Linked DNA regions of Mus musculus: all the other regions are linked to region 1. A link is a contact called in public Hi-C, HiChIP or PLAC-seq and promoter capture Hi-C data. All regions are on one chromosome and are shown on one strand. The core of a region is the stretch at or near the end of the contact, and the rest is flanking DNA. Distances in the headings are between cores, read along the strand shown. Region 1 holds the start of Inava (innate immunity activator). Region 2 holds the start of Kif14 (kinesin family member 14). Region 3 overlaps Ddx59 (DEAD box helicase 59). Region 4 holds the start of Cacna1s (calcium channel, voltage-dependent, L type, alpha 1S subunit). Region 5 holds the start of 9230116N13Rik (RIKEN cDNA 9230116N13 gene).

Region 1 (5,902 bases), core at 980-3,479:
TCGGGCTCCGATCTTGTATATACCACTTCTGTTTGATAATGGAATGCTGCTGTGCACGTCCTACTTTATGACTTGGAATGTCAGATAACACCCAGCTCATGATGGGCAGTTCAGGTCACATGGTAACTTGGTGGCCTATTGTCAAACATTCAGTTTTCACTAAGGCCCAATAGCAGGCCAAGAACTATCTTTCAAAGGGAGAATAGTTGTCTGCAGATGTTGGTAGAACCTTGCTTCAAAATCCCAAAGGTCTCTTCTGTGATTCACTTAAAGGAGCCTGCCAAAGGCTCTAAATAGCATCTTTATCTCCCACTCACATCTCAAGTATCATTGGATCTGCTGGATCATATATATAGTCCAAGTGATAGGACAGCGTGGATCTGTTAAAGAGCCTTCTCCTGTTCCAGGCCCCTCACAAAGCTAGCAGCTTTGCAAATCACTTGGTAAACGGGCCTGTGTGATGCATTCAAGTGAGAAAGGTGCTGTCTCCAGAATCCAAATAGACCCATTAAATGTGCTTCTTTTTTGGTGGTGGGAGGGCCCAGGTTCAATAACTTCACTTTAGAAGGAATACCTCTGCATGCCCCACGCCACTGGACTCCTAGGAATTTTACCGAGGTAAACAATCCTAGAATTTTGGCCAGATTTATCTCCCATCTTCTGATATCCATATGTGTGGCCAATGAATCCAAAGCGGTTGCTACCTCCTGCTCCAATCAGCATAGAGTCATCAATATAGTGCACTAGTGTGATATTTTGTAGAAGAGACGGACGATCGAGATACCTTCTAAGTTATGACACAGGGCAAGAGAGTTAATATATCCTTGAAGCAAAACTTGCTGGCCTTGCCAACTGAAATCAAATAGCTTCTAGTGGTCCGTATGGACAGGTACTAAGAAGAAGGTATTTGCTAGATCAATAGCTGCATACCAGGTACCAGAAAATATCTGAATTTGCTCAAGCAAGTACACTGTCTGGTACAGCCGCTGCAGTTGGAGTTGCTAACTGATTTGGTTTCCAATAGTCAACTGTCATTCTCCACAGCCCATCTGTCTTATGCACTGGCCAGATGGGAGAATTAATGGGAGATGCAGTGGGAGCCACCACCCCTGCCTCTTTCAAGTCCTTGATGGTGGCACTGATTTCTAGAGTTCCTCCAGAGATACGATACTGTTTTTGATTCACTATTTTCTTAGGCAGAGGCAACTCTAAAGGCTTCCATTTCAGCTTTTCAAATCATAACAGCCCTCACTCCACAGGTCAGGGAACCCATGTGAGAATTTTGCCAACTTCTAAGTATTGTGTATCTATCCCAATTATACATTTCTGGAACTGGGGAAATGACCACAGGATGAGTTTGGGGACCTACTGTGAGTTGGACATCAGCCAAATCTTCATTAATCACCTGTCCTCCATAAGCCCCTACTTTAACTGGAGGGCCACAGTGTTTCTTGGGATCAGTGTCAATTCAGAACCAGTATACAATAGACTCAGAAAAGTCTGATTGTTCTTTCTTCCAGTGCACAAGTTACTCTTGTAACTGTCTTGTAACTTCCCCTCCCCACCTCTATCTTAAATCCCCTACAGCTCGTAGGTCCTGCTGTGTTCCCTTGCCAAGATGTCTTGTACATCCTGCCTGTCAAAGGTTCCTCTTTAGAGAGCACACTCCTCTGGCCAGGCTTTGGGGACCCTCAGCCTGGTTCAACCTCCACTATCCGTTGGTTTTTGGTCTTCAAACGTATACCAGCTTGATCTGGACTTAAGAACCCTCCTAGTAAAGGAGTCTGAACTTTGAACTGCCATGCTTGGCCCTGGCAAGGACAGTACCAATGTAAACAGAACCAACGGAAAAAGGGGAAAGCGCGAGTTTGAATGAATGGATGGTTTCGTGGGCTCGTCGCAAGCAGCAGGAGGCGCTGCCCAGGAGTGTGTGCCTTGCCGCCAAAGCCGGAGTTCTGCCCGCTGCCCCCAAAAGGGACAGGGCTGGGAACTACGGAGGGGAGGCGACCAGGGTTCGATCGCGCCGCAGTCCCGGCCGCCAGAAAGGATAGGCGAGGAGGGGGAGGGGCGTGCCGTCTCCTTTCATTCTTCCACGCTTGGGTCTCCGGAATGAAAACTGCCCCCAGCCGGGCCAGAGAGAGGGGATGAAAGGCGGCCCCTAGGACCTCTAGTCGAGCCTCGCCCCGCCCAGATTTCAGAAACCGGCCTTGTAGGGGGTGTCACACCACGAGGCTGCGTGAATGCGGGAGACAGGGAGCAGCGTCGCCCCTCGCGCTGTTGCTGCCGCAGGATGCACACTTGGGCTGGCATTGCCCCAACCCAACGTGAGGCCCCGCCCCGTCTCTGGGTTCAGAATCTCGAATCCCTTCTAGCATCTTCCCCTCTCTTCACTGGGCCTTTGGTATGCCCCAGGGGACAGATGTCTTGGGATCTTTAACATTTGGGATGCTGCAAATGCCGAAGTTAAATGAAATACCTCCGGGGAGGGGAGGCCCGGGGGAGCCTTGGGGAGAGGGAAGATGGGCGGGACCAACAGGTCCTGAAGCTGCGCGACCGGCGCGGGGGGCGCGGGGGCAGGCGCGAGGCGCCAGAGCTCGGTGGGACAGGTAAGGCGGAAACTTAGTGAACGGAGCGCGGGAGAACTGGGGGGGGGGGGGGGGGGAAATCGAGCTCCTGAACCTCGGTCTTCATCCTCTGCAGAGGCAGTCTTGCAGGGAAAGGGGGTAATTTTACCAAGGGGTCGAGCATTCCCGAATTTCTACCCCAAAGCTGTTTCCAACGGCCAACCTTTCTCCTTCGACTCACTCCCCCGGCCGGTGGCTCTCCTGGCCAGGTTCCGAGAAGGCAGAAAGCAGGCAAACAAAAGGAGCCGGAGTCCCAGGCCGGCCTAGAAGGAGAGGGCGCGGTGGGGGAGGGGCTGGGGGGGACAGGACAAAGGGGCTTTTTACAGAGAGCCTTAGAGGTTTGATTTCAGGGTGCATCTTCTGTTACCCCTAGTTCTCCACCCTGGCTTAGTTGAGGTGAATACCTTTCCTAGTGGCCAGAGAGGAGTGGAGAAAGAAAACAGATATTCTTCCACCCCTCCTGCCCAGAGAGTCCCCGACTATTTCCCGAGCTCCGCGGCTGGTCATTGATTTGTTAATGCACTAAGTAATTGTGGGAATGCTGGTGGTTGTGCTTTGCTGGGTGCTGTTGGGGTGATGTGGTCAGGTTGAAGGACTTGGTTTTAAAAACTTTGACTCCTAAAGTATCACAGAAACTTCGGGGGCAGCGGAGAGAGCGGAGTATGTTTGGTTACAGGTCTGTGAAAGAGTTTGGACACGAAAGGTTTTGAAGAGATGGCTGTCGTGGAAAGGGCTTGTCTTCCACCTAGATGGGATTCCGGTGCTAGAAAATCTCACTTCCTCGCCTGTCCTCGTAGCCAGTGGCTCTGGGACCTGGGATCAGGGAAAATGGGTGCTGAGTTCCAAGTTAGTTTTAAGCTTCCTCTGGAGAGTGCCCACCTATCCCTTGATGGTGTCTTCCGATAACATCCATCTTGGCAGGAGGACTGTTAGTTAGGTCAGCCTAATTCCAAACCCTAGATTCTAGTGGATTGGGGGGATGCCGAGTTTGGACTTGGTTCAGTGCAAGCAGGTTGGTCTGTAAATCTATTGCTGAGCAACGGATTGATGCCCATCTTCAATGGAAGGCACTGCCAGTGCTGAGTTTCTGCAAAACGAGAGGAAAAAAAAAAGAAGAAGAAGAAAAAAGCTTCATTGCACAGCCTCCTGCAGGAGGCCCGGAGGGTAAGCCTTCCTCCCTGGTAGGTGGGCATCGAAGAGTGAGGAAGCTGCTGATTGGCTCCGGGGCTTGCCTCTTTGCAGGTTGCCTATTTCTTGGGGTGGGCTGTGTGTGTGTGTGTGTGTGTGTGTGTGTATTGGGGGGGTGTTATGTTCTGCTAGAGGGGTTTGGGTTTGTGATATCAGTGACCTGGCTTCTGCTCAAGACTGTTCTTGAAAAGCTGGTTTTCAAGCGCTGAGAATCATTATTGAGAGCCTGGAGGCTTTTCCTGGAAGACAGTTTAAAGAATGTATGTCCCGGTGTGTACAGGCCTTAACCCGAGTTTGCTTTTGGCCCCTGAATTCAGATGAGGTTACCTGAGGCCAGAGTGCTCAGTTGACTCTAAAACTTACACTCCAGGCTGCTGCTGCTGCAGCAGTACCTGTGACTTTCACATGCAGTCGGTTATATGTAAAGAGTTTCATTCATGGGTTGTTTGAAACGACCGGTTGCTGGGTCCTGTTTAATATTAATAACGAAGTATATATGATATGTTCTTATGGTTTCAGAACTGTATTTCAGCATGATTGGGCTTCGTAATTGGTCTCTTTGTTTTATATATGTAAAACTGAGCTATGAGCTGATTCTAGAAACTCCACCACAGCCCCCAGTTGGAACTGGGGGATGGGCCAAGGCAGCTCAAGCCCTTTCAGACACTGGAAGAACACGGAAACCTGTTGGGGGATGGGAGGGGACTGCAGTATTGTGGAGGACTTGGGGGGGGGGCAAGAAAGGCTGTGGGTTCTTTGGGAGGTTCAGAAAACATGCTCCCCACAGTGGGGAGGGTGTGTCCCCGGTGAGGGCCCCTCAGCCTCTGCTTGGAGGAGGTGGTCAGCCTGTGAGACTCGGGCTAGCATTGTTTGGAAAGAGGGTGTGTACCGGAATGTAAAGGTATGGGAGGGGGGTTGTGTCGAGAAGGAACGGTGTTGTTGGTGAAAGGTGGTGGCAGCCTGTGACATAGCTGTGTACAGGAGATGCTTAACAGCCAGCTAGGGCATGGAGTGGGAGCACCGAGTCCCCTGGGGGGGGGGGGGAGGGCTGGGAGAAGGAAGTAGCTTGGGTGTGCATTGAGACCTGAGACCTGGGTCCCAAAGGTGGAGGATGGGAGGTGATGAGACAAAGATCTGAGAGATACAGGCCAGTCTGCTGTATCCTTCTAGCCTCTGGGAGCAGGCAGCAGCAGTCAGCCTTAGCTCTGCTCGCCACTCCAAAGCAACGTATTCCAAGCAACTTTTTGTTTGCCCGAGGGTCCGTGGGACAGAGCCTGGAGGCTGACTTTTTGCAGGGACAAAGGTCCATTTTAGTGAGTATGGAGACGGCGCTAAGGTTGGAGGTTACTGTTGCTTTTGTATGGAGTAAGGGATGATAAGGGAGTGTGGGTCAGTGCCCCATGGATAGCAGTGTTTGGGGTGCACAGAGATTGCAAATGGGATGTGGTGCTCTTGATGTGGCTGGGATTCGAAGAAAGCAGCACTGTCCTCCATCTGCCTAGCATCCTAGAGTCTCTGCAAAAGCAGCCCTGGCCTGTTTCTGTTGTCCCTTTGGTTTTGTTTCTTTTCTAGGTCCTAGGTTTTAAACCCAAGACCTCTGGCTTGTAGTCTACCAACGAGTTCTATAAACTCACAGCTACCGTTTCCTTCTGTTTTTTTTGTTTTTGTTTTTGTTTGCTTGTCTGTTTGTCCAGATTACTATCTTCCTCTGTTGCCCAGGCTGGTCCTCAGTCTATGGATGGCCTCATGTGATCCTCCTGCCTCAGATCACAAGTAGTTGGGACTCTAAGTTGCTAGTGGTGCCTGCCACAACCCCCCAGCGCAGTCTGAGGTTTTGAGATCCTAATCTGGGAAGGACTGAGGCTGTGATCTTTAGTCCAGTGTGTCAGGAGAGCTGTGACTCTGTGAGCCTAGGTTTTCCAAGATGCTCCCTGCGGACAAAGAGTTTCTTACTCTGTTTTGGTTTTTGTTTGTTTTGTTTGTGTGGGGGGCACTTATTCATCAATTTCTAGAAAGAGAAAGTGAGACAAGGGAGACAGGAGGGAACTGGAGGGAGGGCACTGAAGCAATTCATAGCTCAGCACACTATT
Region 2 (5,902 bases), core at 1,915-4,414, 230 kb before region 1:
CAAATCATGAAATGTCTTTTTTTTTTTTAAATTAAAAAAAAAAAGCATGGGGATAAAAATCTAAGGCTGGCATAAAATATAAACAGTCTTAATGAACCTGGAGGACACTGGAGTCCTCTGGATACTGTTGCCAATTGTTAATACGGGGTGGGGGTGGGGCTGGGGTGGGGTGTCCTTCCTTGCATGAGCTTCCCTCAGTTAAAACCTCCAGGCTTCATTTGCATCCTTCCACCCACTTAGAAAGTCTTCACTTAGTAGAAAACCCGCTATTGCTGGCCCAGCTGTCAGCCTCTTGCCTGAGAATCTGCTTTAAAATCTACCGTGTCCTCCAAACCATCTGTGTCATCAATCCCTCCCTTCCCCTCCCCCACCCCCTCCCTTCAACTCTTCCCAGCGGAGTCTGGAGTCTGCAGCCAGGCCCTTCCTTGGTCCTTTACTACCCCACAGTTGCAGTCACCCATCCTGGGCTTTGCTCCTCCCCTCCTGCGGCCTCTCTACCACCTCTCCCCCTTTCATGGATGTGACGCTTTTGTTAGTTTGACTTTCTTAGGACAACTCACCAGCATCTCTCTCCCTTATCACCACCACATATTTGCTTTAAAACAAAACAAAACAAAAACCTTTATATAACTTATTAACTTACCTCGAACTACTCTTTCAGTTCAAACTCTTTTAAGTTCCTTTGCTGAAATAGTGCTCACCAAATCCACTAAGTTTCCCACATACTAACAACTAAATACTTACAAGTGCCTGGCAGTGGTGGCGCACGCCTTTGCTCCCAGCACTTGGGAGGGAGGCAGAGGCAGGCGGATTTCTGAGTTCGAGGCCAGCCTGGTCTACAGAGTGAGTTCCAGGACAGCTAGGGCTACACAGAGAAACCCTGTCTCAAAAAAAGAAAGAAAAAAAAATTCTTACAAGCAATTTTATTGCACACGCATACACTCATTTATAAGTATTTTTACTTTTTTTTTTTTTTTAAAGACAGGGTTTCTCTGTGTAGCCCTGGCTTTCCTGGAACTAACTCTGTAGACCAGGCTGGCCTTGAATTTAGGGATCTGCCTGTGAGCTCTGGGACCAAAGGCCTGGCCTCCACACCCAGCTGACTTTTTAAAAGTCTTATCAATAATCTGTGACTCGCCAACTGCAATCACCTTTAAAGAAATATTCTATGCCTTCAAAATCAAGTGTGCTAAGCCTCTGCATTTATGAGCACTATGTACCAAATGCAGGTGATACGGTTGATGAATGCCATTCTAGAACATTCTCTGGGGAAGCTATGAGCTTGTGTGGCTCTTTGAAAGGAAAGAAGACATTCCCAAGCACTACAAATCAAAGATTTGAGAGGCGATTGCATGAGAGAATGAAATGACTCACTCAGGGCACCTCCCCCTGCCCCTGGCCACATTAGGTCCAGGCCTCACTCTGTAGCTTTGGCTGGCTTGGAACTTGTTTCGCAAACCAGCCTGGCTTCAAATCCAAAGATCCACCTGCCTCCTCCTCCCAAATGCTGGGATTAAAAGTGTGCACAATCCTGCCTGGCTCGGTTTCTAAAAGAGGTATGTGTTTGTGTGTGTATGCCTATATATGGGTATAAAATATAGATTTTAATTTTGTATTCTATTATAAAAATAACCAGTATAACTACAATCAAAGCCTAAACACTGGTGGGCTGAAGATGTGGCTCAATTATATCTACCTACATGGGGTCTTGGGTTCAATTCCCCGTACCAAGAGAAAATGCCAATGACTTTAAAGACACTGGCTTTCTAGAAGCAGAGTCTTACAGACACATAATGACATGGAATTCTCGGCCTGAGAGCTAACACGCCGGACGTACCTTTTGCTGAAAGGCCTCACGCGCACCGCCACGGTCACCTGACTGTTCTCTACTTTTAAGGAGTCTGGCTCTGTAAAGGTCTTCTGAACTAGACTGTTTTCTTCTGGAGGGAGTGTGCTTTCTCGTGAGCTTTCCCTTTTATTTGCAAAAAGAGAACTTTTGGGCCTCGGTTTAACTCGAGGGCTTGCAATCCTGTTTTTCAGTGTGGATAAAGCTGGGCTTTTCGGTGGAGGCAGGTCATGCCTTGGTGTCCATCTGTGTTCTGGGACACATTTTACCGGGGTCCTCGATTCTGAGCTCGCGCTTCTGAATGTACTGCCATGTTTCGGGATGTCCTTCCCATTGTTTTTCGGTGTGGATAAAGCTGGGCTTTTCGGTGGAGGCGGGTCATGCCTTGGTGTCCATCTGTGTTCTAAAACACATTTCACTGGGGTTCTTGTATCTGAGCTTCCAAATGTACCGACTTGTTTAGCAGTGTCCTTGCCAGCATTCCCACGGTGTGAGTTTCTTCCTCCTGACACTGGGGTATCAGACTTGCTCTCGGTCAGTTGCACCACTAAGTGTCCTGATCTCATAGCTTCAGTCTGACGCTGGGAACCCACAGGCGCTCTACTGTTTGTGTCCTTAACTGTCACCTTTTCATTAGAGGCACCAACGGGAGGACCTGGGTCTTTGCATCTCGTCAACCCGGTGTCGTTGGAGTCTTTCACGGAGACGACAGACGACAGGACACGGGTATCATTATTTACACCCTTTGCTTCTGTCCTCGATGCCTGGGAGGCAGAGTCACTTCCTGGGTTACCTCCCACAGGATTCAATGTCTCCCACTTTCCCACATAATCCGCTCTACCGTGCCGCCGTTGTAACCTAAGACTTGTGTCTGCTGTTCTTCTGTTTCCCAACTCACTTCCAAGTAAAGACGACTCTCTGTCCCCACAAGTAGCCCTTCTCTGGAGGCTCAGTCTCCGGGGGTCAGAGGTAACAGGAGTCTCTCTTGTTTTTTTACAGGCAGAGATAACATAAGTGCTATTTATGTCGATGGTTTTACTTCCAGCATTCACGAATGGATCATGATTCTCACACTCTGACATATCTGCCTTCAAGTGCAGTTCCAGCCGGCTGCTGTGGACGAGGCCACTGGATGCTGAAATCTTCTGTGAAGAAGAAACCTCCAGGCTTCCGATGTTGTGTCTGCTATGCGAAGTGTGTACTGACATCTTGGCAGCAAGCGATTTTTAAGAGGATGTGAAGGATCTAAGCCCTTCAGATCCTTGTCGGGGTGCTGGGCATTTTGTTCTTTTCAGTTTCCAACAAAATATCTGGCCGACTACAAAAAATGAAAAATAAAACGGTTACTACAAACTTTAAAAAGAGAGAGATCTTCCTACTACAGAAGCAAACTCTCAGAGGATGCATTGGACTAAACCACTTCCCACTGCACCTCCACACAGCCTCCTACAATCTCCACCCTCGAAGGACTTCACTTGTTATTCAACAAATATCTACTGAGGGTTCCCTTAGGAGCAAGGCACCCACAGACACTGCAGACTTCAAAGACAGGACCTCCCCATCCTTATTTCCTCAGCTTAGAAGGAGCTTACAGGTGACCTTAATCTCAACAAAGTGATTCAAGAAAGGTCAACACCTGTATGTCAGCATACTTTAAGTGCCCCCAGCTTGGAATCATAGCATCTAGTCTGATTAGTCTGCAGCAAAGTAGGTTTCTGAACACTTGTCAATGTATCCTAAATACAAGAATGCCTACAGAGGAGTTTAACACGATGTCACAAAGGAGGCTACTCTTAAGAAAGTACCACAGACATTATACACTACAAACTGCGTGTGTAGCCAGGTGTGATGGTCCGTGCCTGTGATCCCAGCCTTAGAGAGGCCGAGGTGAGAGACTGGAACTTTCAAGGCCAGCCTGACACTGTCACCGATGCCCACACCCCCTCAAGTTAGACAACTACACTATCTGTCACTTCTTCATTATACAACAAACTAGACAGGCATGCGTTTACACACATATAGGTAAATATAGGCCAACAATATCTGCCAGGCATTATCTAAAACAGAACAGTGCAAATGCCACTCTTCGTCATGCTCCTTAAATGGACGTAAACAACTCTTTAAAATTGAATTCCTGAGTCTACCTTACAAAATGTCACTGATTCAAACTATTTGGACATTGTTACAATCAAGGAACAAATTACCAGAAGCTCATTTTTAAAAGTTTGACAAAGAGACATTGTAGGAAGAAAGAAAGAGTTCGAGTATAAGCATCTCCCGCTAAACTTTCAGTGAAAATACAGAACCCTCCCAATATGAGGTGAAATTAGGGACAATATATCTTTGTCTTAGAAACTAAAAGCCATTTGCTCTTTGCATAGATCAACATGATTTTTGTTTGCAGAATTTCGGCCATCAGATCTCCAAGAGGACTGGAAGGAAGACAAGAGAAGTCGGTCACGACCACAGGCCGAGGCTCCTGGCGACTCTGGCAGTCTTGCCAGGCTGTGACAGTGTACCTGGACCCCTCCAGTTCGCCGCTCCACGCTCCGCGGCGCTGTTCTCGGCTTCCGGGTGGACAGAGCGACGCCCCGCGCCCCTTGCCCGGGACCCTCGGACTAAAGGGGACCGAGCCGCACCACCCACCCAAGCACCCCGGCCTGCTGGGCAAACACCGCAACGCTCTCAGCCCACCGGCTCGCTGGGCGAGCAACCTCAGCGCTCTCAGCTCGGAGGCGCTTCCCACTCCTAAGACCTCGACACTCACCATTCCCGGCACAGGCTCCCGTGGCTGCGGCAATTTGAATGCGCGCCTCGCTTCCTGATTGGTCGCTGGGCGTAGCGTCAAGCGCCGCGCCTTCACTCCTCCCCATCCCCGGAAGTGCAGCTTCTACCGCGAGACACACCCCGCCCTATCTCCTAGGTGACGGCCCGCCCCTCCTCTGGGCGGAATTGGAGCTCAGAGCTTGGAGCTGGGCGGTACCACCAAAGGGGCGGGCACTCACCTGAAGGGTTTTCAGGAGAAGCGACAGTGCCTCATCTATCCGATCCTTTACACGACGATCTGTAGGGAATGACCATGTGCCCCCACGTTAATTATAATAACACTCTGGTATTTCATACTCAAGTCGTTACGTGATGTCGTGGACTAAGTGTTCAGATGAATTAAAGTTTTGTTTTTTAATCCTGAATATTTTAATCAAGTATTAATGTTATGCCAGTCTGTTAATAAACTTGTGAATGATCTGACAAGTAGCAAGTGGTGTGGCTGGAAGTCCAAAGCTGTTGCGGTAAAGGTTACAATAACATTCTGAAACCTGAAAAAAGGTAATCACTAAAACCAAAGAATGATTCTAGCCAAATATTTTTCCAAATTAACAGTATGGAGATAATGGAAATGTATTCTGTAAGAGAGAAAAGGAACCCAGAAGTGCTTTAACTATATGAAAAATTACACGATAAAGTCAGTTTTTAAGATAATTTTTATTCCTTGACAATTTTTTTCTTATTGTTTTATGTATGCATAGGGTGTTTTGCTTGCAAGTAAGTCTGTACACCGTGTGTGTGTGTGTGTGTGTGTGTGTGTGTGTGTGTGTGTGTTTTCCTGATGTCCACAGAGAGCAGAAAAAGTTTTAGGGCATCCATGGAATTGAAGGGTGCTAAGAATTGAACCCAAGTCCTCTGGAAGAGCAAGCAAAGTGCTCTTAAACTGCTCAGTCATCTCTCCAGCTCTCATTCTTTTTTTAAAAAATATTTATTTATTTTATGTATGTGAGTACAGTGTTGTTATCTTCAGACACTCCAGAAGAGGGCATCAGATCTCATTACAGATAGTTGTGAACCACCATGTAGTTGCTGGGAGTTGAACTCAACCTCTAGAAGAGCAGAGGGTGCTCTTAACCACTGAGCCACCTCTCTAGCCCCCAGCCCCCATTCTTTTTTTTTTTTAAGGAATGTTTTTTTTTTAAAGATTTATTTATTTATTATATGTAAGTACACTGTAGCTGTCTTCAGACACTCCAGAAGAGGGAGTCAGATCTTGTTACGGATGGTTGT
Region 3 (5,902 bases), core at 1,740-4,239, 210 kb before region 1:
TGGATTTGAGCCCCAAAGTTAAAGGGATACATTGAAGATAAATAGTCAGGGCACAAGCAAGCAGACGGGATTATAAATAGTGCACCCAAAGTGAGCAACCCTCATCTGAAAATCCAAATTCTGAAATTCTTTGAAACTTTTAACCTGACATGATGTCATAAATGGACAATTTCATACTTGACCTCACGTGATGAGTCTCAGTCAACAGAGCAGTCTGAAAATGTACAAAAACTACCTCGAGCCACTCGAGGTATGAGTGAAACGCAAATGAATTGGTATTCCAACGTGGGTCTCATCCTCAAGACAGCATTATGTATGTGTAAATATTCAAAATCCAAAACAACTGAAAACCCTTCAGGTAAGGGCCACCCCAGCAGTATAGAAGTTTCAAATATGTCCAATGCACCCCGAATTCAACAGCCTTCTCTATAACCAGCATCTAGCAGCAGGGAGGAGCCCTTCTTGGCTGATCTCTTTTATCTATATTTTATACCCCAAGAATTCTAAGGTAGGTTTGAGATATGGAAATAGGAATTGGAAAACATGAACCGCAGAAAATAGAGATTTGCAAAGACCTCTGAGAACCAAGATCAAGATCAGGATAGTAGTTAATTTATGCTAATTGAAAAAAATTGGCGAAGCTCTATAATTGGAACCTAATTATCCGCAAGCAATTTTACCAAGTTTTTTTTTCCCTGAGATGCAAAGAGAAAAATAAAGATAGGTGAACCTTTTGTAAACTCAAAATTCATTTTAAAGGTCACTCTGGTCTCACGTCCTCTTTGTGATCTGGTCCAATAATACCACAAATCCTGCGTATTATAAAATAACTCCTGGCACCAGCAGCCGAACCAGAGAAGTGTGTTTACTTTACTAACTACCTTTGGCTGGTTTCCGCACTGTGGACCTTGGGCCTCCGGGGTCATTGTGAGCAAGGCAGGGAGACGACAAAGAGTCCTATCTCTGTGGAGTCAGTTTACTTCAAGCTGCCAGGAAAGTCACCTGGAGTGACTTGTCCCCTCAAGCCCCACACCCACGTTAACAGAGGGAATTCTGTGTTGTCTGCGGAAAAGAGAAATGGGGTCTAAGAGGCGCTAATATGAATCCCAGAGCAGAGCATATCCCAGTAGCACTCACCCACCACCAGACAACAATGAGGCCCCGTCAGAGCATGAGTTAGGAAGTTTGGCTTAATTTCTTAAATTATGCTGATAGTGGTATGTGGCAGTGTTCTCTGTTAAGATGTTATGAAACCATAACCAGACACACCCTTTGACTTTCTGAAAAAAAATCTGACTTATAGAATGTGTTTAGTATTAGAAATTCTAAAAGAAAGTCACTAAAAGTATCTTATAAACTGGGCACCTGAGTAATTCAAAGTCTACAGGCCCCTACATGTAATTAAGATGTTGGCTACAGAAAAGCTGTTTGCTTCAATTCTGCAAAAACAAAACAAAACAAAATAACCAAGAAATCAATTCAACACCTTTGTCATGTAATTACTGGAAAAGAAACGACTGTATATATTTTAGTTACTTCAGCTAATTCATAGTTTGAACTGTGCACTATTTTTTTTACATAACTATTAAAATGTTTATAATATAGTCCATTCCTGCTGTTTCTTAGCAAGATCTGGCCCTGTACACGCTTCCTTCTTGTTTTGCTTGGCATGGTCTTTCTTGTATGGAATAAGGATAGTAGATGGTAACTTTAAAAATATCCACTCTAGGGCTGAAGAGATGGCTCAGCAGTTAAGGACACTGACTGCTCTTCCGAAGGTCCTGAGTTCAAATCCCAGCAACCACATGGTGTCTCACAACCATCCGTAATTAGATCAACACTCTCTTCTGGTGTATTTAAAGACAGCTACAATGTACTTACATATAATAATAAATAAATCTTATAAACAAAAGTATATCTGCTCTGCCCTGCCCTGGCTACTGACGGTTTCTGGAAGAAGTGTATGTGTGTGTGGGTGGTTGGGTCATTGTCTTCAGCTGTGTCCCACTGATGGACTACAGAGGGAATTTTCAAACCTATGGTCTCACAGATGGCCCTGGTTAAACTCAGTGGGTCACAAAACAAAACAGAATGTGAGGAGGAGACCAGAAGGCAGAAAGGGGCTTGGCAGGGGGTTAGGGGGAGAGTAACCAGAAAGCATCATATCATTATATTTGTGTGTGTAACTGTCAAAGAACAAATTTAATTACAAGTCTATCTTTAATCGGGGAACATACTACCAACACTCTGGCCAGTTTAACGTTCTGATCTATCAAACAAAGAACCACAGCACTGCAGCACCTCAAGATGGTGGAGTGGAAACTAGCGTAGATGTGGAAGAAAAGGACATAGACGCTGCCAACATTTGAGATTCAGAGCAGGAAGAGCCTGAAGGTCTCACACCAACAGTGGGGTCTCTCCCTGAGGGGGTGCAAGCAGTCAGCTCGGTTCTCACTCACCTACGTCCTGCAAACCCAACGCAATTGAGTATTGATCTTAAAGCGGGGTCAGCAGGACCTGGTTCTATGAGGTCAGCAGGCAGCTGAGAGGCCGTTTTGAGCACAGCAATGATGGTTCAGAAGCCAACTGAGCCTAGGTGACCAGTGAGGTTGCATTACCGCTTCGTGGTACTCACTTTTGTTTAAATACATTCTCATCATTTGCTGTTGCTTTCTTTGGTTTTTGAGAGTCTTACTTTGTAGGCCAAGTTGGCCTCACACTGGCTGTCATCCTCCTGTCTGTGGCTGCTAAGTGCTGGGATTACAGGCATGAATGAGCCACTACACCTAACTCTCCTGGAATGGTTGATCTGTAAAGCCAACTTTTTACTGGCTACCCTATTTTCACTTATGAAACAACTTTGAATCTAGTTTAAAACAATCAAACGGTCCTGCTGTCCGGAACCGACAGCACTTGGTCCACATTCTGTGCAGTGCCCTGAGTTCAGCTTTGCAGTGTTTTTTGCTGCAGCACTTGGCCTCCCTTGTTCCCTTCACATCATAGGCATGTACACGTGCACACAAAGGTCACTAGTTAGTGACCTCTCCCTAGCCTCAGGGACGACGCCTTGGCTCTCAAGCTAAGTGTCAATATTTGTCTGACATACAACTAAATCTTCCTAATAAATGTACCAATTTCTCTCTCTCTCTCTCTCTCTCTCTCTCTCTCTCTCTCTTTCTCTCTCTCTCTCTCTTTTCGAGACAGGGTTTCTCTGTGTAGCCTTGGCTGTCCTGGAACTCACTCTGTAGACCAGACTGGCCTTGAACTCAGAAATCCGCCTGCCTCTGCCTCCCAAGTGCTAGAATTAAAGGCGTGTGCCATCACTGCCCGGCAATGTACCAGTTTTTAATGGGACTGAGGTACAGATGTACAGAAGTTGGTGTCTAGCCTCCTTCTGCAGTTTAAAATGACGATGGCCCACAGAGGCTCACATATTTGGAAGTGGAACTGATTGGAAAGTATATTTAAAAGCTGCTAACCAAGCCAAAGGGAAAACAACCGGGAACACAGCTAAACATGTTGTGCTTCTTTTCAACACGCTTCGGAGCATTTTTCACGATCGCAACCATTCACTTTCTTCCTAAGCATTCAACAACAACTCTGATGCGGATGAGCTGCCGGGACTGGGAGCCACTGGATGGAGTGAGACCCTGCTGGGCAAGCCCTGACTCTGCAGCCCAGCTCTGGAAACTGCGATTTAAATAATGGAAAGTGATGGCCAGAGGAGACTGTAGCACTGTTAGCAACTCACCTTCTGATTTTGTTTTTAAAATACAAGGACTGAAATAAATAACGATATTGCTGTATAAATTTTATTAAATTTAAAAAGATCTTATAGAGTCTTCTGTCCTTGTCCAAGTTTATTGACTAGGTCATACAGTATTATTAGAAATTTTGGTGATAACGCATAACAAGCCCATGGGAAATGACAGACCAGGTCATTTCTGTGAACTGCTCTTTTCGTGTTTCCTAATAATGTCCATGAGGTTGGCCCCCGTGACCAGGCTGTTCTGTGTCTGTCTGTCTTTCTGCTGTTCCTTTCTCTTCTGCTCATGAAGGTAAGGGGAATTTAATAGCTGTGGCGGGAGAATGGATCCCGTGGGCTTCACTCTTTTGGCAACATCCCAGAAGAGTCTTTTAGAGTTGTTATTGATGAATGTGATTGCAGTTCCATTTTGACCGAGTCTCCCAACTCTGCCAACCTGGGAAAACAAACACACGCACACACACAAAAAGACATTTCCAAGTCTCATTCATTTCAAGAGAAATGAAGATTGTCATTAGAGTTATTAATGCAGAGGTATTTATACAGCTTAATATTTATTCAGATAGGGTTTCTTTCCTTTTTTCTTTTGTCAGCATGTATGTGTGTGTGTGTGTGTTTGTATGTGTACATGCATGTGTGCATGTATATGTGTGTGGGTGTGCAATCCTAATGGTGTTCTGTGGATTGTGTGTTGGATATATTAGTATGTTAGTGAGATCAATTAGAGGACCAATGCTAACATATACATTTCTTGCTAACTTATTTTTAATGAAACAGCATAAGAGCACTGTTTAGCCTTTGTACCTTGAAATGTTAGATTTAAGTCATTTTACAGAGTCCTCACTTTGACAGAATTAAATGAACACAAATTTGTGATTCAAATATGGAAACCCACAGCAAGCACCAACTCTGCTTGTTTCTAAATACAAAATGAAACTATTCTGAGAAAGTTCTCGGGAGAAAGGAAACAGAGCCATGGCTAACTCCTGCTCATCAGTGGACACGGCTAACTCTTGCTCATCAGTGGACACGGCTAACTCCTGCTCATCAGTGGACATGTAAAATCAAAAGTCTAAACTTAGAAATATTTAAGTGAGCCAGGTGTGGTGCTGCACTTTTAATCCCAGCACTCAGGAGGCAGAGGCAGGTGGATTTCTGTGAGTTTGAGACCAGCCTGGTCTACATAGGGAGTTCCAGGACAGCCAGAGCTATACAGAGAGAACTTGTTATTTAAAAAAAAAAAAGGAGGACAATAGTGAAGTGACCTGATGGTCCCTAATGATATATAAGTGAGTTTTAAGGTTGCAGAAGACAAACTCTAAACACATACAAGGGCTGAAGGCCTCTAGGGAATGGGCTGGCAAGCGAGGAAGCAAATGCTGTGGTTTGTTTCAACTTCCAGCTTTATTTGATTTGCTTAATTATATTGCTGGATTGTTCCAATAAAATAATTAATATAAAAATAGCTGCAATTCATGAAAGAAGAGAAACTATTCACAAATCATATATTTGATAAAATACATTCTCCTAGAATATGAATAAAATATTTAAGGCTTAATAATAAAGAAAATCTAATTTAAAAACTGGACAAAGGATGCAAACCTTACCAAAGAGGACACACACACAGCCAGGAAGTACATGAAAGGCTGTTCCTATTCACCACCAAGGAGAGGCAAGGCAAAGCCAGACGAAATACCATTCCTTCTTACTAAGGAGGCCAGAATCCAGGGATGCCTGAGACTGCAGCTGAGTGCTTGCCGGGCAAGGAGGAGGCCCTGGGCTAGATCCCCAGCGGGGCATAAACCAAGTGCAGAGATGCGTGCCTGTAATTCCAGCAAAAGAACTGGAAGTTCAAGGCTATCCTCAGCTATACTGAGAGATTAGGGTCAGCATGGAATACACGAACTCAAGAAACCTCAACTTCAATCAGTCAGCCAGTCAGCCAGTCAGCCAGTCAGCCAGCCAGTCAGTCAGAGAGTAAGACCAGCTGGCAGATGAAGAGAAACTGGAACTCATATATTGCTGAAGAAAATGTAAACAATACTTTGGAGAACAGTCTGGCAGGTCCTGACAATGTTAAACAGAGTTACTGTGGAAATGAACAACTCTGATCCTAGGTACGAGCCGCCAGGAATA
Region 4 (5,902 bases), core at 2,028-4,527, 180 kb after region 1:
TTCCATTCCAGGAACTCTGTTATTTCCATTTCCAGCAAGCACACATTTAGCACCCAGCTTCTCCCCAATTCAGAATAGATTGCCATGGAAACCAGCCTGAGAAGAGGCAGAAAGAGGCACTCTGGCCCTGGATATATGCAGATTGGCCTCCTCTCGCCAAACTCTGTGGTTTCAGTGCAGAGAAAAGCCCTGGAGTATGGGACTCCATTGAACTGTCCTGGTGTGTGTGTGTGTGTGTGTGTGTGTGTGGGTGTGTGTGTGTGTTAGTAGAGAGGTAGCTGAGCGCTCCTGGATGCTGAGCAAGTATCTCACCCTTGAGTCATATCCCCTGTCAGCTATTTGTTTCTTAGTAGACTTCTCTAGAAGTGTGCCACCCTGTGAATACATCTAACAGAAAGGGGCTGGATACATTAAGGATACATCAAGATCCAAGGGCTGGAGAGGTGGCACAGTGGTTAAGAGTGAGTACTGCTCTTGCAAAGGACCTGAGTTCAGTTCCCAGCACCCACATTGGGAAACTCATAACTGCCTTTAACTCCAGCTCCAGGGAATCCAATGGCATCTTCTAGCCTCTGAGGACATTATAAGTACCCACTCAGAGTCACACATGTAGGCAAAGAATAAATAAAAATATTTTTTAAATGTGCTTAAGAGCAAGTTCCAAAGACAGTAAGACCAGGGTATGAGGCCTGGACAGGAAGACCAGGGTATGAGGCCCTGTTGGAAGCTTATATGGGTGCTACCCTGCATGATGTACCTAGATTCCAGGGTTTTGTTTTATTTTTATCTATCTATCTATCTATCTATCTATCTACCTATATCTATCCATCCATCTATCTATTCATCTATCTATCTCATTTATTATCTATTTTTTAGACTAATATTATACCATAGAGATCACTGTAAAGATTCAATGATTCAAAGATGAAAACCACTCACTGCAGAATTTGCTGTGTTGCTGGTGAAGGGGCAGCAGAGAGTGGCACTGTAGCCCTGTAATGCCCTTTCTACAGATTTCTATATCATATGCCCCTAGCAGCTCAGTGTAGGCAACCTTCTGGAGTCTATCCAGGGAAGGAGGTTCATGCTCAGCACCCCTGGTTCACCTTGCTGAGGCCCAGCCTTCCACATCTGTCTTGGTACCACTTCTGAGAGTTCTTGGGAAAGCGCCATGAGTTTGCACCTGTTGGGTGCTTGGCACTGTGAATATTGTCTGACAGCTATCATGGAATTGGGCTGAACACGTTTAGTCTGGGAAGCTTCGGGGCCACTCAGTAGCTCAGCAGTGAGGACGCCAGTCTACGCTGTGAGGGAGCCACGGTAGCAGCATCTCCCACAGAAACCAAGTGACTCCCAGGCTGGAGCTGCAGAGCTTGAGAGGAAGGGTGGGAAGGCTTGCTTACCAGGCCGAGGTTCAGAGTGTTGTTGTCATCCTCTGGCATGGGCAGGTACACTGCCAGGGCCACACAGTTGGCAAAGATGGTGAGCAAGATGATGGTCTCGAAGGGTCTGCAACCAGGGTTAAGGAGAGCCCTGGAGCCATCTGTGGGATCTGTGGGGTTGAGGGCATGAAATTCCTAAAGGCCAGTCTGAATAGTCACTATAATGCTAAGAGAGAGTCATGTGGCGGGGGGCTTGTACCCCAAAGTGGCTCGGGGGTAGGGTTGGAGTTTGATTATGTTCAGGCTGAGTAGGATCGGGAGAGGGGGAAATGGGAGGAAAACCAGATTTTCAGAACTATGTGTACACACTCATGTGTGCAGGCTTGCACTCCCAGGACACCCTCCCCCCGTACGCCCCAGAACTATGTGTACACACTCATGTGTGCAGGCTTGCACTCCCAGGACACCTCCCCCCCATACTCCCCCCCTCCAGCAGCTAATTCATGAGGGCACTCTGGGTGCCACCCTTCCTGACTGGCTGGTCATTTAGAAAGCAAATGTGAGGAGGGAAAGCCAGGCAGAGTCCTTGGTGCATAGGCGGGGTGGGGAGCGAAAGGCACGCTATGTAGACAGATTTGGATAAAATCCTGTTTTCATCCCAGAAGCTTCAGCTTTTGAAGAGAGATGGGGGATGAGGGGGGGAGTAGCACAGAATAGATCTGTAAGAGAGTGGGCTCAAGAAAAGGGATGCCCTGCCAGGGGAAGCTGCTCTCACCAGAGAGGGCAAGGAGGAAGGGGGCTGGACGTGATGTGGCCTGGCAGAGTGTAGCAATGCGGATCAGACTCGACTCCAGACCCGCTGTCTCTCCATGGCTCCCGTATCCTTCCAGCTACTCCTCATTCTCCATTTTCCCAAGGAACAGCTGATGGAATCCCATTCCTCCAGAGCACGTCAAAAATATTTCAAATATTCCTGACTCTCTCAGAACCCACTCAACACGGGCCTCCTCTCTGCAGCCCCTCCTTACTCCCCCCAAATAGCCCAGATATTATCATTGTTATTTCCAGAACAAACCTAGAGAGAGATTGAGGTCCCTGTCCCCCAGGGTACTACTTCTGAGCTAAAACATCCAAGTTTGCTCGCCAGCATCCAGGAGCCAATAAGAGCAGGCCTCCCCTCGAATCCACTTCTCCAGTTCCATTTGTAACTGGGACTCTAGCCAGTGGAAGTTGTCCCTGGACTGTCAATCGTTTTCCACTCTCCCTCTGTGGAGGATTTCCTCAGGAGCTGCTCCGTCCTTCATCTTATTCAAAATCTTGGGTGGTACCCCCATGATGACAGAGACCTGAACACACTTAGAAAGACTCCTAAGAACACAGGCCCTCCACAAGATGCTCAATAGCTCAGTGGCTCTCCCCTATGACCCGAGAGTTGTCCTCAGGCTCCGAGAAGCCCCTTTCCATTGTGGCGGAGACCTCCCTTCCTGCTTTCGCAAAGGTTCCTTTTGCTGGTCTAGGTGTAGGTTCACCCCTTTCCCAAGAGCCTGGGTCACCCTGATGCTAAAAGTCCAAGCTTTGTGACCACCCCGTACCTTCCACCTCTGCCTCCCACCCACTCCCTGCTCCATCTCGCTCAGGTGCTAGAAAGGATACTTCCATTCCACGATGCTGATGCAGGCCTTCCTCAGGGGGTTCTGTAGAGTCAGGCAGAACAAGGCCCGCGGGGGCCTCGGCAGAATCTCAGGAACAGGTTTCTTCGGCTGCTTCTTCCTCAGGCCCTCGTCCTGGGGTGAGGGCGGCTCCATGGCTTTCCCTGACACCCCTCTCTTCCCCCAGCCCACTGCCCTCTCCTCCCTGTGTCCCCAGTGCCCCCACCTTGGGGACTGGACCTGACTGAGCCTATCCTGCTGAGGCAGGCAGACGGGTCGGGCGTGGGGGCGGGAGGATTACTCTCTCTGCTCCCAGCGAGTAAAATTAGCCCCTGCTGCCCAGCCCAGGCTCCTGCGGCCAGGCAGCTGTCATTCCTTCCAGTCCAGCCGGTGACATCCCCATCTGCCCCCGAGGAGGCAAGGGCTGGGTGTAAAGGGGTGACTTATTATATCCAGGCTTGAGACGGGGTAGGGGCAGTGGGAGACAGGAAGGCTTCACAGCTGGGGCAATGAGGGTCAGGGAGAGGAACCCGTGGAGTAGAGCCACAAACTCCAAACAGGTTCCTTAGATGGAGATTAAGTTTCTCCCCACCCCAACTCCGTGGCTCTGTCCAGAGAATGTGTTGGGTGGTGGCCTAGCTCAGCATAGCTCCACTCACACCAGTCTCAGTGTCTGTCAGGATCTGCCCAGGACCCTCTCACACTTGCCGCCCCCAATGCCTTCTTCTGGCAAATATGGAGCCCCTCTCCTACCAGAGGGAAAGGCTCCAGGCAACCTTGAATGTGCACTGCTCTCACAGGGCCCCTGGTCCTCCAATCCCTCACTAGACAATGTCTGTGTGCTTTCTCCCTAGAACCCTGGCCTCTCCCATATTCAGTCTCAGCATACACACTAATCTCTCTGGAAATGTTAGGTGACTGCACCAGCTAGCAAACATTGCAAGGTGGAGGGTGGGCATAGACAATAATTCAGGAATCACAAAATTCAACAATCCCTTTTTATTTAGTCCTTGATGTAAACACAATGTCAGTGGACCCTAGAAGCTTACAAGTCTTGGGGTGGGGGAGGCGTTAAGTCCAGAAGAGACTGAAGGGTGGGAGAGGGGAGGTGATCACTCGCTGTCAAGGAAGCCAATGGGCACCAGCGACCTCTCCCTCCCTCTCTCTCTCTCTCTCTCTCTCTCTCTCTCTCTCTCTCTCTCTCTCTCTCTCTCTCTCACACACACACACACACACACACACACACACACACACACACACACTTCCCCTAAGTCTGTCAGCTCCAGGGTGCTGAATGCAAGCAGCTGCCTGTCTTCACTTCCCTCGTCCCTCCCTCAGAATTCCTGCTCTTTAGAGGCCATCAAGCTCCTCGCTAGTATTTGAGGCCATCTTGTGGAAGGTTCAGGCATAACAGAAAGTGTGGCTGACTTCCAGGGGACTTGGTGTGGTGGACAGCAGAGCTTCGCTGAGGCTGGTCCAGGAGCTGTCCAGGGCTCTGCTCCTCACCGCAGACATCAGCTCCTGGGATCCGTATCTCGCCATCTCTACCCCAGGCCCTCACATCTGGCTCAAGTGGGTGGAGGTGGGATCACAGACCTCGAACACCACTGTTCTTTGTCCCGCACAGATGACCCAGAAGCCCCCAAAGCTGTTCCCTAGAGGGGCAAGTCCAGGCCTCTGGCCAGATCAAAGGCTGGGTTCCTCCGACTCCAAAAAAGGCGACGAGGAAAAGGGGGATCCACTGGACTCGGCCACCAAGGAAGAGGGCTGCGGCACGTTGCTGTGGCCCGTGTGGGCGGGCGGCGGGGAGGTGGCGGGAGGTGGCGCGCCGTCGGGGGTGGCGCTCAACAGCTCCTGCAGGTACTTGATGTAGCGGATGGCGGCGCGCAGTGTCTCCACCTTGCTGAGCCGCTTCTCAGTCAGGGCGCCGGGGAGGTGGCCGCGGAGGCGCGCGTAGCCCTCATTCACGCACTTGACGCGCTGCCGCTCTCGCTCGTTGCGCTTCTGGATGAAGGCAGGCTCGAACGGGTAGTCGTAAACCCCGAAGGCGCCGGGAAAGGGCACGTAGGGGAACACCCCAGTGTAGGCGTCGTAGTAAGGCGGCTCGGAGTGGCCGGGGTACAATAGAAAGGGTACGTTGCTCAAGGGTTCGGTGGCTGCCAGCGGCGTCTGTCCAGCAGGGGCCACGACACCTAGCTGCATGCCCCCCGGGGGCCCACGGTCCACCAGAGCTCGGCAGAAGTTACTGTTCATTGTGCCTCGTGGAGCTGGACCCAGAGTGAGGCCCTCTGAAAGGCCTCTGCACGGGCTCTGTGTGGTCCTGACAAAGGGGACAAGTCACATTGCTAGCACTCTGGGGTGCTGCGAGTTGCTAAGGCTTCATTTTGCCTTTTTGGGTTGGCTTGGACTCCTTAATGTGAGTCATAGCTCTGGACAAGTGCAGCAGCTAGCAGAGGCACAGCAGGTATCTGCTGTGGTCGCGCCTGCGGTGACATGTGTTGAGCAATCTGAGCACTTTCTCCCTCTTCCCTGCCTGGTCCTCCTGGACTGAGAGTCTTGCCTCTTCCTGCAGTCCAAGGCCGCCAGCACTGCCCCTGGCTCTAGCTGCGAGCCTCCATGACCAGATTCCCCCAGCGCCCAATTCTTGTTCCTCACTGGATCTTTTTGCAGGATCCCGGATCTGCGGGGGATGTGGGCAGAGGCGGAGAGCCCGTCAGCTCAGCAGAAGAGTTCCCAGAACTTTGCTAAAAGTAGAGAAAAGTGAACATATCACTAAGGAAAGGCCTTTGTGGTACTCCTATCTCCAGAAACAATCAAGAGGAAAGAGGGCGGGGATTTGGAGAACTGTTGGTCTGAGCTCAAATCTAGGGT
Region 5 (5,902 bases), core at 924-3,423, 180 kb before region 1:
TTTGCCTGCAGATCAAAACTTTGTTCTTTTATAGAAAAGCTGCTAAAAATAAAATGTCTTGTAAGGAAATTAATTTTTAGACCTGCCAGGAAGAGAGATCTTTGGTTCAGCAATAAAAGGAATATTCTTTGAAGTGATGTTTTCACACACGAAACAAAGCAAAGTCACCGGCACCTTGGTGACTTAATTCGCAAATGCTAAGCAGCAGCGTGCAAGTTTATCAGTTACACACAATGAAACTCGGTAAATCCCGCGTCTGTTTCAGAGAGGAAGACATGTCAGATTGGTAAATTACCTCAGAGAAAGCTCGGATAATAACAGGCAGGAGAAAAGCAGCTGTTTTCCCTGAGCCAGTGTCAGCGCTGGCCAGAATGTCCCTTCCCAGGAGCCCCACAGGAATCATCTGCATCTGGATGGGGGTTGGCACTTCGTAGCCTGATTTCTTCAAGTTCTGATTTAAGGTCTCAGGGAAGCCACAGTGCTCGAAGTCGATAATGGGCCTGGCAACGTCTTGTCCTTGAACTGAGATTCCTAGCTGCTGTTTAAGGGTTTCAATCTGGTCCTCCTTGAGGGTCACAATAAAGGGGTGCTCTTTGTAGACATAAAAGGCATCCAGTGGGGACTCTGGCTCGGCAGCCACTCTCTGTGGGCTGCTGGGTCTTAATGATCCTTCCCCTTCCTTAACTTGTAGCAGATGCTTCGCTTTGCACTCCAAGCTACACACGTCTTCGTCCGTCTTGTCACAGATATACTCTCCATAACGACCGCAGACGACACATACAGGCTCCCCAGGCTCTGGCCACCGCTGGGTTTTAGAAAACGACTTTACAGGCTCTTCAGATGGGTGGCTGTCCTTCACACCCTCATCAGGTCCTGTGGAAGAAACCTCAGCCAACTGGCAAGAAGGACTGTTGGTGCTTGATGCATGGCCGGGCTTGTCTGCTGTGACAGCTTCCTCAGTGACTGATGTGTGGACCGGAGTATCTCTGTCTCCCTCCACCTGAAGGCCTCCTGCTTCTGGCTTGCTTTTTTTAGCTTCACCGCTTTTGAGGTCATCATTAGAACTCCTCTTGATTTTCAAAGATCTTGGAACAAACATTCTTCAACATTCTGTTGAGGAAATTGCACCATGAGATATATTTTACCCTCAATTAAGCTCCCATGTTAGCCCATACGATGTTGTGTCAGAGAATTTTACTCAGGGCAATAGTGAAGCCGTCATGTCCCTACTTAAGCCAACTTCCACTTATCAATTTCCTCTGGGGGAAGGGATACAGTCTTTTTCCTCAGACACTGCCCTATGAAACACTGCCTACGGTTCCCCACAACCTTGCTGTGCACGCCACCTGTTTCTGTTGACCCATCACTTGTACTATTATGGAGCAGGTATTATAGAAATTCTACAGCATATCCTTCAATTGCATTTTCACACAAGAAGATACTTCACAATTAAGAATCTTAAAAAAATCAAAACAACAGTTCAAAAGGGGAAAATGCAATTATATTTATATACATAAGAGTGCTCATTCTCCGTCGTTTTTTGCTAATCTTCACAACCTGGGAAAGTAGGTCACTGCAACCCTAAGTTCATATATGTATATATTTACATGATATACATATCAGGTAGCATAATCGATACATGTATATTGAATGATTGGGAATGTACTTCAGTGGTAGAGTGCTTTGCTAGCAAGTGAGAGTCTGAGTTCCACATTCCAAAGAAAAACACTGATATATACACACACACAGAAGCAGATGAAAACTCCAGCCACCTAGGAATTAAGTTTATTTATTCAAATAACAATTCCTAAGTGTTAGAAACCAAGTATTCCTGCTCTGGAGAACAAATTAGTGATTGGGGAAAGAATGTTTAACATTTTGGGACCATGAAATAAACTTAATTTTCTCAAAAACAAAACAAAACTTAAGAAATCGCTAGTACCCATTTTCTATTAAAAAAAAAAAAAACCAACAAAAAACATGGCACCCAAACCGCCTGAAGCTTCTGAGGAGCGGGAATGGGTGGGGCGCTCGGGGCGGCAGAGCCGACAACCTCCTCCTCCGGCTCCAGGCAACGCCCGCATCCCGCGCATTCCCGCCCTCCCCACCCGCCCGCGGGCCCGCGCTCCAGGCACGCGCACGTCACGAGGACCCCGGCGAGCGGCGTGACTTAGTCCGCAGCCGCCGTCCAGCACGCAGGTTACGCCGGAGCACAGGAGCGGGAGCCGGAGGCCCGAGGCCCGAGCTGCCAGGGCGGCGCACGCTCACCCGCGCGGACCGGGCCGCGTCCGTTCCCGCTCGGGCCGCTCCGGTCCAGGCGCAGGGCCGAGTTTCCGGCCGAGTAGCCGGGAAGCTCCGCAATCCCAGCCAGGGTTTGAGGGCCCCGCGCCTGCGCACAGCGGGAGGCGGAGCTTCATCTGGCCACGCCCTCGCGGTGACGCGCTGCGGAGGGCGGTGCACAGGGTAGCGGGCAGATGTGGGAATCCTTTTGGAAGGCTCTAGCATGGAGTAGGCTGGTGAGAAAGGATTGCCAGGAAGGGCGGGGCCCTCCACGCTTAGAAAGTGGGAAGTTTGAGTGGGCCAGGAAAACCTCCTGTCAGATACTGAGAATAACTCGAGAATCCGAGCAACTTGATATGGCGTAGTTAATATGCCAAATATTCATAGATGCAGCACTCCGCCCCGCGCTGTGTAAACCAAAACTAAAACCAACCTTCAAAGTCTCCCTAGTTCCAACGGGTGGCCTTCACTTTGCCAACTTCTGGAACAGCCTGACAGGTCCCAGGACTTGCACTTCTGTTGGGGTGGGGAGGAAGTTGGACAGGAGAAGCAGGGAAATAGAGGTGAGGTTTTGGGTGTTATTTTTTTTTGAAAGATACATTTCGACCCAATATTTGATGCATACAAAATTAATTTACCAGCTACGTTAAGTGTGAAAATACTAATAAAACAAAACTCTGACTTTTATGTTGGCATTAGTAAATTAATAAACGCTAAAGCATTTCTGTATCGGATTCTACTTGCTTCGTTATGGTGTGTGGGTGTGTGTTCAGCTTGCCATTTTTGGTAGATACATTTGGCTGACAATGTTTTGTTTACCTTTTGAGCGTTATAAAAATAATGCATACCATATATATTTATGTATGTGTAGCCTTCCAGTATTTGCTTTAAAAAAAAGATTTATTTTATTTATATGAGTGCACTGTAGCAGTCTTCAGACACACCAGAAGAGGGCGTCAGATCTCATTACAGATGGTTGTGAGACACCATGTGGTTGCTGGGATTTGGACTCAGGACCTCTGGAAGAGCAGTCAGTGCTCCTAACCGCTGAGCCACCTCTCCAGCCCCAGTATTTCCTCTATTAACTTTTTTTTCTATGATTCACTGAAATGTACTATAGAAATTAACTTTACTGGTCAGATAAATGGGATACTGTTCCTGTCAAGACTGTACTTAGTTTCATAACACATGTGAATATGGGATCACGTTACATCCTTTGTCTATAGGACATACAGTAAATGTGTGCATTTTTCTGAGTTTGAAGGTTATAAACTTGCACTCTTACCTGAGTTTGCTGACATGTAATTTGCCTATTCCCAATATAAATAAATACTTTTGAACTTAATGTATATTCATAACTTTATTATTTTTTCTTATTTTGGTCTTCTAAGAAAGGGTCTCATGTCTGGCGTTAGACTCATTATGTACCAGAGTATGGCCCTGAACTTCTGATCTTCCGCTTCCACCTTCCAAGTGCTGGAGTTAACTGGCATGTGCCACATGGCCAGATTGTATCTTTTTATTTAAGTCTCTTCCAATCATATAAACTCCTGCCCCTACAAAGCCAGGCCACACCCCTGGTAATTGTAAACAAGGCCCCCAGATCACTGTCGTTGCCTCCAATAGAGAATCCCCTTTGTCCCTCGGAGGTGCACTGTAAGGTCAGAGGATTTAGAGGTGTTCAGCTTTGACTTTCTCTCTAAAATTTTTTAAAATTGTATTTGTTACTTGCAGATGAAGGTCAGAGCACAACGTTGGGAAGCCAGTTCTCTCTGCCTCGGTGAGGCAGCATCTCTTGTTCCTGCTATGTTGTGCATTCCACATAGATCAGTGCCTCATTCTGCCATCATCAGATAAAGTTTTCTCCAGAGAGAGCGAGACAGAGACAGAGACTCAATCTCCATCAAACCCCTCTTCTCAGGGTTCAGAGAGCCAGGGAGAAGAGACAGAAAGATTGTAAGAACCAGAGATGACCCTAGGAAAACAGTGTCTTCCAGACACAACAGCACTGACACACATATATGAACTCCTAGAAATAGGATGCTCAGGGCCTGAATAGGTTCAAGACAGATGGAGTCCTAGAACAGAGAAGCAAGAAGACATGAGCTCCTATTCCTAAGAAGCTGTCTCCAACTGATACCTGCTTGCAAAGAAAAAAATAACTTTCTCCACTGGAGTCTCACAGGGTGTACAAGCCAGCCACCCTTAACAGCCATCCCATGCCCAGCAGTGGATGACCAGATCAATGGTATTTTTGTAGACATTTTGTCTCATATTACTTTGTTTCTGCATTTTATGTCTAACTAGTCTTTTGCTTATATATTACAGTTTCTAGTTTTGTGTTATTATAGGTTTTGGGTTTTGTGTGTCTGTGTTCCCTTTTTTCTTTCTTTTTTAAAAATTCTGGTTTGTTTGCCTATTTGTTTCTGAAAAGAAAGAGAGAAAGAAAGGGATATGGTTGGTGGGTGGGGAGTTGGGAAGGATCTGGGAGGATCTGAGAGAGGGGAGACCAAGATCACAGTATATGGTATGAAAAATTATTTTCAATAAAAATAATAATTCTTATTTTATGTTTTGTTTATAGGTATTTTATTTGCGTGTATGTCTGTAAACCATATGTATACAGTGCCCACAGAGGCCAGAAGAGGATGTTAGAACCCCTACAACTGGAGTTACAGAAGGTTGTGAGCTACCATGTGGGTGCTGGGAATGGAACGTGGGCCTTGAAGAGGAGCCAGTGTTCTTAATCACTGAAACATCTTCTCCAGCCCCTATGTTTTCAGTTTTAAAGTTGACTTTGAAAAGAATCAGACTCTGAAAAGTTTTGACGAATGAAGCATCCATGTTCCTCACATGGGCTCAGTTCGTATGCTTGGAACAGGATTTGTGTTGTTGAACAGTGTGAGAATACATTATAGCATCCAAAGGCAAAGCTGTTCTTTCACGTATCCACAGAACAATGCTCAAATTTAGGTAATTTAACATTGAAGCAATACTATGGCTGTGATTCAGTCTCTATTTAAAATTTGCCAGTTGTAGTCCAAGGCAGACTCTCCCTCCCCAGCCCAGGCTGGATTGAAACTCTAAACACTGGGATGCCAGGCCTGTTTCTCCACTCTGGGTTCTCTTCCTGCTTCCTTTATGGAGTCTTTTGATGAGTAAAACTTAACAAGTTTAATGTACTTAGGTTTGTCTGTCTCTTCTTCTGTAGCTAGCAACTTTGATGTCCAAAAAGCCTTGCATATCCTAAAATGAAGATTTCTTTTCTTAGGATTTTTGGGAAGTTTTGGTTTTCTTGTTTATAGTTAAATCATGGCTCCACGTTGGAATTAGTTTGTGTTTGCTATGAAGTAAGGATCGACTTCTTGATTAGAATGGAGAGGATTTGGACTTCAGTTGGCAAGAAGGTAGTTGTCTGAATAGTAGTTATTAACTAGGATCTTTTTTCAAATGACTGTCAATGTTACATCTGGGATGTATCAATGTTTCAAAATGCACTAGAATGTTTCAGGGCTCATTATTCTCCTCTAGGTCATCTCTCCCGATGCCATTACCACCCTGTCTTATTACTATAGCATTATTACAGGTTTTGCTAGCTGGAAGAACATGTTCCCCCACTTTG

The links. A called contact is a pair of places that touch in the nucleus more often than the background predicts. HiChIP or PLAC-seq counts read pairs in DNA pulled down with a chosen protein or histone mark. Capture Hi-C pulls out chosen DNA fragments and counts their contacts.
Region 2: an H3K4me3 HiChIP or PLAC-seq map of the SCID.adh cell line shows a contact between it and region 1, with 32 read pairs. The contact joins the promoter of Kif14 here to the promoter of Inava in region 1. A contact is called at or near these places in 9 of 39 promoter capture datasets (Sertoli cells, cranial neural crest, embryonic stem cells and 5 more), 4 of 15 datasets of contacts at CTCF or cohesin (the NIH/3T3 cell line, large pre-B cells, pro-B cells and 1 more), 14 of 484 Hi-C or Micro-C datasets (the N1E-115 cell line, bone marrow-derived macrophages, cerebral cortex and 7 more), 34 of 115 datasets of contacts at active chromatin or transcription factors (the NIH/3T3 cell line, the SCID.adh cell line, bone marrow-derived macrophages and 22 more) and 3 of 9 other capture datasets (adipose tissue, liver and pancreatic islet).
Region 3: a contact with region 1 is called in a Hi-C map of liver, with 2.2 times the contacts expected there. The contact joins the enhancer-like site here to the promoter of Inava in region 1. A contact is called at or near these places in 1 of 39 promoter capture datasets (neural stem cells), 4 of 15 datasets of contacts at CTCF or cohesin (the NIH/3T3 cell line, large pre-B cells, pro-B cells and 1 more), 11 of 484 Hi-C or Micro-C datasets (the G1E-ER4 cell line, the N1E-115 cell line, bone marrow-derived macrophages and 6 more), 26 of 115 datasets of contacts at active chromatin or transcription factors (the SCID.adh cell line, bone marrow-derived macrophages, craniofacial prominence and 16 more) and 3 of 9 other capture datasets (adipose tissue, liver and pancreatic islet).
Region 4: a promoter capture Hi-C map of liver shows a contact between it and region 1. The contact joins the promoter of Cacna1s here to the promoter of Inava in region 1. A contact is called at or near these places in 10 of 39 promoter capture datasets (3T3-L1-derived adipocytes, the C10 cell line, the HPC-7 cell line and 7 more), 2 of 15 datasets of contacts at CTCF or cohesin (the NIH/3T3 cell line and large pre-B cells), 7 of 484 Hi-C or Micro-C datasets (the MNK3 cell line, bone marrow-derived macrophages, cerebral cortex and 4 more), 14 of 115 datasets of contacts at active chromatin or transcription factors (bone marrow-derived macrophages, craniofacial prominence, embryonic basal ganglia and 8 more) and 2 of 9 other capture datasets (adipose tissue and liver).
Region 5: a contact with region 1 is called in an H3K4me3 HiChIP or PLAC-seq map of the SCID.adh cell line, with 24 read pairs. The contact joins the promoter of 9230116N13Rik here to the promoter of Inava in region 1. A contact is called at or near these places in 7 of 39 promoter capture datasets (the 3T3-L1 cell line, the HPC-7 cell line, cranial neural crest and 3 more), 6 of 484 Hi-C or Micro-C datasets (embryonic stem cells, epidermal suprabasal cells and pre-B cells), 15 of 115 datasets of contacts at active chromatin or transcription factors (the NIH/3T3 cell line, the SCID.adh cell line, craniofacial prominence and 6 more) and 4 of 9 other capture datasets (adipose tissue, embryonic stem cells, liver and 1 more).

Annotation. Positions count from the first base shown.
Region 1 is chr1:136,230,607-136,236,508 of GRCm38.p6, reverse strand. Inava (innate immunity activator) reads left to right here and starts at 2,229. Exons shown (of 10, transcript NM_028872.3): 1 at 2,229-2,606. The coding sequence starts at 2,404. It also overlaps the pseudogene Gm3878.
Region 2 is chr1:136,465,110-136,471,011 of GRCm38.p6, reverse strand. It overlaps Kif14 (kinesin family member 14), which reads right to left and starts at 3,164. Exons shown (of 29, transcript NM_001287179.2): 1 at 1,838-3,164. The coding sequence starts at 3,054.
Region 3 is chr1:136,438,053-136,443,954 of GRCm38.p6, reverse strand. Ddx59 (DEAD box helicase 59) reads right to left here. Exons shown (of 8, transcript NM_026500.3): 8 at 3,735-4,202. The coding sequence ends at 3,939. Among named protein-coding and RNA genes, the nearest start is that of 9230116N13Rik, 25 kb to the right of the region's middle. Within about 2 kb of position 2,989, at least 4 of the 459 cell types and tissues checked have an H3K27ac peak or open chromatin away from gene starts, as enhancers often do. A contact at or near this core is called in liver, where this site is marked.
Region 4 is chr1:136,050,186-136,056,087 of GRCm38.p6, reverse strand. Cacna1s (calcium channel, voltage-dependent, L type, alpha 1S subunit) reads right to left here and starts at 3,277. Exons shown (of 44, transcript NM_001081023.2): 1 at 3,036-3,277; 2 at 1,404-1,509. The coding sequence starts at 3,187. Ascl5 (achaete-scute family bHLH transcription factor 5) reads right to left here and starts at 5,284. Exons shown (of 1, transcript NM_001270609.1): 1 at 4,718-5,284. The coding sequence starts at 5,284. The coding sequence ends at 4,718.
Region 5 is chr1:136,411,790-136,417,691 of GRCm38.p6, reverse strand. 9230116N13Rik (RIKEN cDNA 9230116N13 gene) reads left to right here and starts at 2,173. Exons shown (of 3, transcript NR_024328.1): 1 at 2,173-2,843; 2 at 4,015-4,528; 3 at 4,865-5,776. Ddx59 (DEAD box helicase 59) reads right to left here and starts at 2,421. Exons shown (of 8, transcript NM_026500.3): 1 at 2,269-2,421; 2 at 296-1,110. The coding sequence starts at 1,099.